2 separate regions of the Rattus norvegicus genome follow, and region 2 is linked to region 1. The links are chromatin contacts, called in public Hi-C maps. All regions are on one chromosome and are shown on one strand. Each heading gives the region's core, a stretch centred on a gene start, on an enhancer-like site or on the middle of the called end of the contact. The rest is flanking DNA. Distances are from core to core; before and after follow the strand shown.

Evidence for each region. Hi-C and Micro-C count contacts between places; a contact is called where the count stands out from the background.
Region 2: a Hi-C map of Schwann cells shows a contact between it and region 1, with 2.6 times the contacts expected there. The contact joins two enhancer-like sites. A contact is called at or near these places in 3 of 12 Hi-C or Micro-C datasets (Schwann cells, kidney and liver).

Annotation. Positions count from the first base shown.
Region 1 is chr3:55,818,830-55,822,739 of GRCr8, forward strand. No RefSeq gene overlaps it. Among named protein-coding and RNA genes, the nearest start is that of Rnd3, 180 kb to the right of the region's middle. Within about 2 kb of position 1,337, at least 7 of the 93 cell types and tissues checked have an H3K27ac peak or open chromatin away from gene starts, as enhancers often do. A contact at or near this core is called in Schwann cells and liver, where this site is marked.
Region 2 is chr3:55,976,700-55,980,446 of GRCr8, forward strand. No RefSeq gene overlaps it. Among named protein-coding and RNA genes, the nearest start is that of Rnd3, 20 kb to the right of the region's middle. Within about 2 kb of position 2,017, at least 16 of the 93 cell types and tissues checked have an H3K27ac peak or open chromatin away from gene starts, as enhancers often do. A contact at or near this core is called in Schwann cells and liver, where this site is marked.

The sequences.
Region 1 (3,910 bases), core at 87-2,586:
AATACTTAACAAGAACTACATTATTCCCCAAAGGCTAAATTCCATTTACTTAGAAAAAGACTTAATCCATGATATGATTGCTTTCAGAGCCATGTACTTTTTGATGGCTGTGGTACATGAATCGGAAGCCATATACACTGGAAACACAAATTTTGCAAGAATTTCACTAGGGATAGTTGCAGATTTTGATACGATCTTTTATTCAATAGACTCCATCTACCTTCTTCCTGGAACAGGGGCCCTGTCTTGTGTAGAGTAAATTTGGCAATGTCTTCTCAGTGGAGCTATTTTATAAGAAGAGAGAATGGAGTTTCTTAGCTGTCTCTGACCATAAGGTAACTATAAACACACAGTTGAGTGTATTTGTGCATGAAACAAATCCCAGAATCAAGATAATACAATGACATCCTTTGACATTTTCTGTCTGGGACATGACAGTATATAGGCACTGAACTCTGCCTTGTTACATGTTAAGACATCCTTTAGACTTATTTTTCTGAGGACAAATAAGGACATATGTTGTAGGATGTACAGATTTTGAAGACATCTTATGGACCAAGGAAACCCAAGAACTTTTAAGGTTCTGGTGTTTAGAAATGCTTCTCCAATCAATCATTTACCTGACAACTTATGCTCAACCAGAGGTTCTTGCTAGAATATTGGAATTTATCAAAGTAATATATAGAAAACATTTTAATGGCCTATTTTTACTCTGAAATTTTAAGTGAGTAATTAAGGAAATTTTGGTGTTCATTATAAGCAAAACAGGATTGGGTGAGTTCCTGACCACATGATCTGCTTGGCTAAAGAAAACTATCTCGGGATATTTTATAATGGACCGCTTGTTTTAACAAGGAATCTTTAACACAGTACCTAGAATTATCACTGGTATGCATGTGTGGTATTTTGATAAGGCTGAATATATAATTAAATGATTTCTTTATGTATGCATGCACATGAAAAATAGAGATTTGTTTTTAATTAAGTAAGAACCATTTTTCAAAGAGGCCACTTATCAGCAGCTTCACAAAGATCCATTTTGGGCAATGTCGTAAGATTCATAATTAACTTTCTAGTCAACTGACCCAATGGCCCAAAGTTCCTAGTCCTTTGGTGAAATGCCCACGTTAAATGGTCATTTGCTTGAAATATATAGCTGAAGAATGAGGGATTTGGCAAAGTCACAAGACTGACAGCGTGACACACTCAGACACATAAAAGGAGAAAAATAAAAAGATACATGTGTGTGGATTTCTATCCAAAACAGAAGTTTAGTCTCAAGTGGAAGGGTGGCCAACGGTTTCCCAGAGACTCAAAGAGTCCTGTAAAAGGAGCCATTGTTTAATATCCACAAATGCAACCCTGCCAAACACATGCCAGCAAACACTCAGGCCAGCAGAGAGATGATTAAACTCTGCCCCAAGAAAACAACTCACACAGCTTCTTATTCTTACTTTATTTATTTTATGCTGGTTGATTTCTGCTTTGTAACACCGAAGCCCTGAGTCTTTCGTGTCTTTCATCTCAAATCCCTGCTTTAGTTGGTGATAGCCGTGACACCTTGATAGTGGTAATTTGTTCATTCGGTTTCAGTCATATGAATGGCTGATTGCCAGGAATCAATCACCTCACCATGTGGCCAACCTAATATAGTAATTATTTCAAAATAGAAGCTGCGTGATAAGTTCATTAGTTGCCAGTGTGCAAATGGTCTGGGCTTGTTTACATAAGCACATCACTAGCATGAAGGAAATGCTGGGTAAATTATCAAATCTTTGCTATTTACCAAAACAACGTTATTTAATTCTATTTACTTACTCACGTGGATTTGTAATTAATCCCACCTGAGTTTGGGTCCTCTTTGTGTTTGTATGTGTTCAAATTCATTGGTTTCTCTATGCTTTTTAACCCGTCCTCTGGAACTCAACTCTTGGTTTCTTTTGCTGTTATTAGCTTATTATGTCTCTTTACACACTTAAAGTATTTTTTTATAATTTTTTTTAATTAAAGGAGGCCACAAAGATGCAATCACTTGTGTCTATGAATAACACCTCATTTATCGGCATGAATTTTGGTAAGGGTTCTTAGTTGCATTTTTAGGGGCAAAAATTTCCATCCAATGTTACATTTATAGGAAAATATCTTCAGAACAAAAATGTTTCTTTTCCAAATTTTGATGGTAATAGAATTCTAAGCAGGAAGCTGCCTGACTTCTGATTCTGATTTTGTCATTCCATTGCCCTTTGACTTCCATTATTTCTGTTAAGTAGTGTGCTCTTTCTCCTAGTTTTATTTCTGTTCTCTAGAGGTCCCTTTTTATTTAAGCTTTCTCTGATACCCACTCAAATATATCCATATCTTAAATTATCTCTGATAAAATCCTTAGTTTCTATTTTACCCATTCCTGATGTTGATGGTTATTTAGAACTGTGCAGCTGATGCTCCAATAGTTTACCTTGATCCTCCTGGTCTATTGATGTTCTAATGATGTCTGTGTAAGTGTTGACTAGTGAGCAATAGGTTTTATTGACTTTGAAGGCCCTTTGGTATCTGCTATACGTGCTCAACTTTAGTAGTGTGAAAGTTGACATAGGCAATAAGTAAATGAATGAAGGAGCCAGGAATGGGTCAATAAATCGTCATTTAAAAAAAAACATGAGTCAGCTGATTGTGTGGTCAGATAATACCAAATTCCCTGGGATCAGTAACAACTGTTGCAAGCTAGGAACCACACTGGCTTACAGTTTAGCCCATCAGGGCGACCTTTGAACCTTTCAGTGCTTAGTCTGAACATGATTTTTTTCTCTCACGAGCACAGTGTTATGAACTAGAAAGTTGTGCCTCTGTTCTCAATTTCTGATCACTTCTCCAGGTGCAAGAGGACCGCTCTCACATAAGCCTCCTTCAGGTGCTGCCTCTACCATCCCAAATTTCTTTTTCTCGGAAGTCTTGACTCCAATGGTTGACTGAGTTCCCTGAGTATCTTTCCCGCTTTCTAGGTCTTTTTAAGTTTAATTGTCTCTTACTACTATAGGCAAAACTCTTGATATATAATAATAGATTTCTTCCCTAAAAGTGGAAATAGACATAAAGAAGGGTTCTATAGTTTCAAGAATGCTATTCAAATTTATCTTTCATTAGATATAATTGACAGTGCACATAAAAAGAAAGTACTGGTTGATTTTTCAATATACTTAAAAATAGATTCTAGTTACACTAAACATGAAATTGCATTATAGAACTTTTCTATGAACATTAATCAGTTAATTCTAAAGTCATTATCGAACTTAAAATTAAATTATTCAATTTCCACAGGAAAAATGAAGAACCATATTTCCAATTTGACTTTTAAAAGCCTACATTTAATTGAATCTTGATATAATTTATTTGTTAATCATAATTTAGTATTAAAATAAAACATTCAGCTCATTTGAGAGTATTTTTAATGAAGAAAATTATTTAAACTAAAATTTTTTTAAGAAAAATCAAGCTTTTGGAGTTTTTCCTTAGGCTAATGTTACTTGAGTGAGTTGAAGAGTTTTAATTATGTAATTGTCAGGATTATGCATGTGTCTGATTTTTTTTTAAATTAAGAACCTGTGTGGCCATGGTCTGGTTACTAAGGCTTTTTCTTAGAAACTCACTTTTATATCCAATAAAGTATGTGGCTAAAAATATCTTTAAAATATTTAATTCACACCCTGTTTTATGTATTTTATATTTTATCAGTGAGTGATTCTGATAGTAAACCATATAAAGTTAGTTCCATAGCTATGCTCATTTGACAGACAAGAAACCAAATCTCTATATTTATGATTATATGTATATATATATATATATATATATATATATATATATATATATATATATCATACTTTTTCCATGAGATTAAAACCAGGCATTGAACATA
Region 2 (3,747 bases), core at 767-3,266, 160 kb after region 1:
CAGCTCAGTTTCTGATTTTAGGCAATTTTAAAACAAAATAAAAGTCATATTGACTGTGTCAAAGGACTATGTGTGAGGTCAGGCGAATTAATTATGATTATACATTCACTCTTGGACAGCAAGTGGATAGTGATGAGGACTGAGCAAGTTGCATATTAGAGAGGCAAGAACAATGAAAGAAATGTACGTTAGTCAGGAAATACACGAGTATCTTAAGAGGAGAAAACCCTTGCCACACAATTGTGATGGTAGCGTAGGATGTAGCATCTCCATCTTCTGATGGCAATTACTTAAATTGCCCTGATCACTGTCAGTTTGGGGCAAGAGATAACGGGAGAGCCATTATCTTGTTTGAGCTCACTCCAGTTTTCTCTTTCCTTCCCTATCCTCTGAGACTGTGTCAGACTGCATGTAGGGGTATAGCTCACTCTCGGCTACTCCTCAATGTTTTAAATAGAAATTTATTGGGAACACATCCTTGGGAAAATAAAAGTGAACAAGAAAGGTTGCTCCTCTAGCTGGATTCCTCAAAATAAGTAACATGCAATCAACATAACGAGGCTAATGTGACTGATTACTCCTAACACCATCCATCTTACCCACAATCAGGCACAGCAGAAGATTCCTAGAAGTTAATGTCAAGTATTTTTCTCTTCCTTCTTTTTTTTTTTTTAATTTCAATGCCGGTATCCACAGCATCAGTTTGGGTTGAATTCTAGAACTATTGCCAAAGAACCGCTAGGTTCTTGTACAGTTCCAGAAGCACTGGGTGTCAGCCATAGATGGGGCTCCTTTCCACCACTCATGAATCAGGGAAAAGAGAGGAAAAAGAAGAGAGGCCATAGGCCAGGAGAATGACAGGTGTCAACAAGTAGTATGTATCAGAGGAAGGTTTGGGGAACCTGAAGAGATGGTGGGGACAGGGGGCATGCATCCCCACCCTGTGGCTCACACAACAACACAATAGCTGTGGTGCTCCCCTTCTTTCATGCCCCAACACCACACCATGCTCACAGATCGTTGTTGGTGACCAGATCATGCTGTGTCTACACTGTTTGCCTGAGTTCTGCTGTAGATGACATGCTACCATAGCCAAAACAGGGAACTAGGTACTACTTACCACACATGTGTGACCAAGGATGAAAGACTGGTGTGAACCTGTTCAACCCCTTCTCAGTCTACGGTAGTGATACTGGGTCATAGATGGACCCAGTTTCTACTCTTACTGGGGCTGGGGACAGTCTGTTTTTTCATTTATGTTCTAACTAGAAGTGACTTGCTAGTACTCCATGATTACAAAAAAGAAGCACAAAAGAGTCCCTCAAAATGAAATCCAAAGTAACATCCCAAAGATACATGGGCTTTAAAAGGCCTACAAAGTTGTGTGTGTGTGTGTGTGTGTGTGTGTGTGTGTGTGTGTGTGTGTGTGTGGTTCCTTCAATTCTGTTTCAATTCTGTTTCTCAGAATGAGGCATAGAGATGAGAAGGGATTAAAACTTTTAGTGAACCCTTGCCTAAAATTACCATCTTTTAGACCAGCAAAAAATACACATTTCAGCATTAAATAATAAAGTCTCTACTTTCAAATGAATGTTTATAATTAATTTATATCACATTAGAAATAATTTCAATTTTACAAAAGAATTGTGTGAATTTATGCCAATTTTTGTTTTGTTTTAGAATTTATCAATGTAACAGTATTACATTGTAACTAGTAGAGAAAGTTCCCAGGTCCAACAAAGCCAGCACACTTCATACCAGATTTCTCTGTGGGGTGAGTTCAAGCTTGATTGCAAAGGAGGATTGTCTCTTACTGAACTTCTAGCAAGCTCCTAAATATTTTGTACAGTACGAATAAGACAGTGACAATAGATCATTGTTCTCCTGTCATCTTTAAATGGACTCCAGTCATTAACACACACCAAGAGTGTGCATTCCTGCACACTGAATTACAGCACTGTCAAAGTCCTTTAGCAGGAGCACTGACTCCCCACAGAAACATTTGTTTACTACCAACCCAGAATGCATGAGTCAGTTCATGCCAGTGTGGCTCAGCACTCCTTGATGGGCTGACTACAGTCCACTGACTGTCCACCATGACTGCAATCCCATTATGAATCCTGCGTGACTGTGAAGCAGACCTTGCATCTCAATCACAGTTAGATGCTCAGTTAGGCAAAGCGCTGAGCCTATTAGAAGGGACCCAATAAACATCTGGTGAATGGATGGGAACAGGACTGAAGGAAGAACTGCAGGGTTTAAACCAGAATGCTGAGGTCAAAACAATCCTACTCAAAGGGTAAGCCACCTGGAGAGTTTCAATTCTCCGAGGAGGTCGGTCTAAAACTTTCTTTTACTAAAAAAAAAAAAATCAAATCCCTTGGTCTAGTTTTCAGTTTCCACTCAAGCTATGCTCTCTGTGAGACTAGAATCTTCAAAGCAACTGTTGCTGAAAAAGATTAACAGAAGCAAGAAAGACACAGAGTCTTACTCAAGAGTTTTAAGACAACCTTTTTGCATTTAAAAAGTTCTTAATCACTACTAAATTACAAGGACTGCTCACACAGTAGTCTGGTTGTAGAGCCAGGGCAAAAATTCAGGGCAAAGGTGGACCAAGGTGGCCAGTGCTGAAGACAGACTCTTTTCTTTTTTGGCTTCAACAAATTAAAGCTGCTGAGAATTGACCAGAAAGAACACCACTGCCAAGCCAAAGCAGCCAAGGTCAGCAGAACCTGAACATCTTATTTACTTTATTTTGTAGTAGATTGTTGAGAAACAAGTTTCTTACAAGCTTGACCTAGAAGCTATCCAGTGCCAGTAAATGTCTGAGCTCTGAAGTATTTCATCTGGCTGTCCCATAATACCCATGCTCTTAAGATTCTATGTAGGAGCCTCTGGTTTTCTCTGCTTTGTTCTGAGAATTCTTTCTAAATAAATAACAAAGCCACAAAGATTTCTAAAACCATTTTTCTTCAAAAGCTACAGGATGCAGTTTTTATAGGAAATATCTTGCTTGTGTCAAATCATAGTTTTGAAGTTTCACCGCACATTTTTAGATATTTATGTGAAATAGACATCTTAGCTAAAGACAGGGTCTTACGGCCTGATTGGGACCTATATGCCTCTCCCCTAGGCTACTTCGTGGGTACTTGACAACTTTCTGTGTTGAACATTCCTACCATAGATGGGACTAGTTTTGTTGTGCCTCCATTAAGTTGCAATAGCTGTATCCTGAGCTATCCATGCTTCTGTGAACAAGAAGACACTTTACAAGGGGATATCTGGGTTCCCAGGAGACACAGTAGAAACTAAGATCACATTAGATTTCCAGGTACTGGAAATCTGGGTCTCTTTCCTTCTTTTCCACAAGACTCCCAAGGAATTCTGGCACTTTCTACAAATCAATCCTACCCAGTATCATGGCTTCTTTTGTATATGTCCAGATCACTCAAGTATGCCCCATTTTCTTGATTTTTTTTAAAAAAGCTATTATGTAAACATCTTCTATACATGGGTTCATCTTTTCCAAAGAGACTTTTGCCAAGAATGAAATTCTGAATGCTAATTCAATAAATCTTAGTTCCCACTCTATAATCATCCTTATGACACATGGTAGCTGAACAGTTAGGCCAAGAAGCAGAAAACATCACAGGGAGACAGACATGGTTACTTTTTTATTTGAAGCAAAAAAAAAAAAAACCCATAAGTTTTAATAAATACTGTGGAAAACACTGACCAAACAAACAT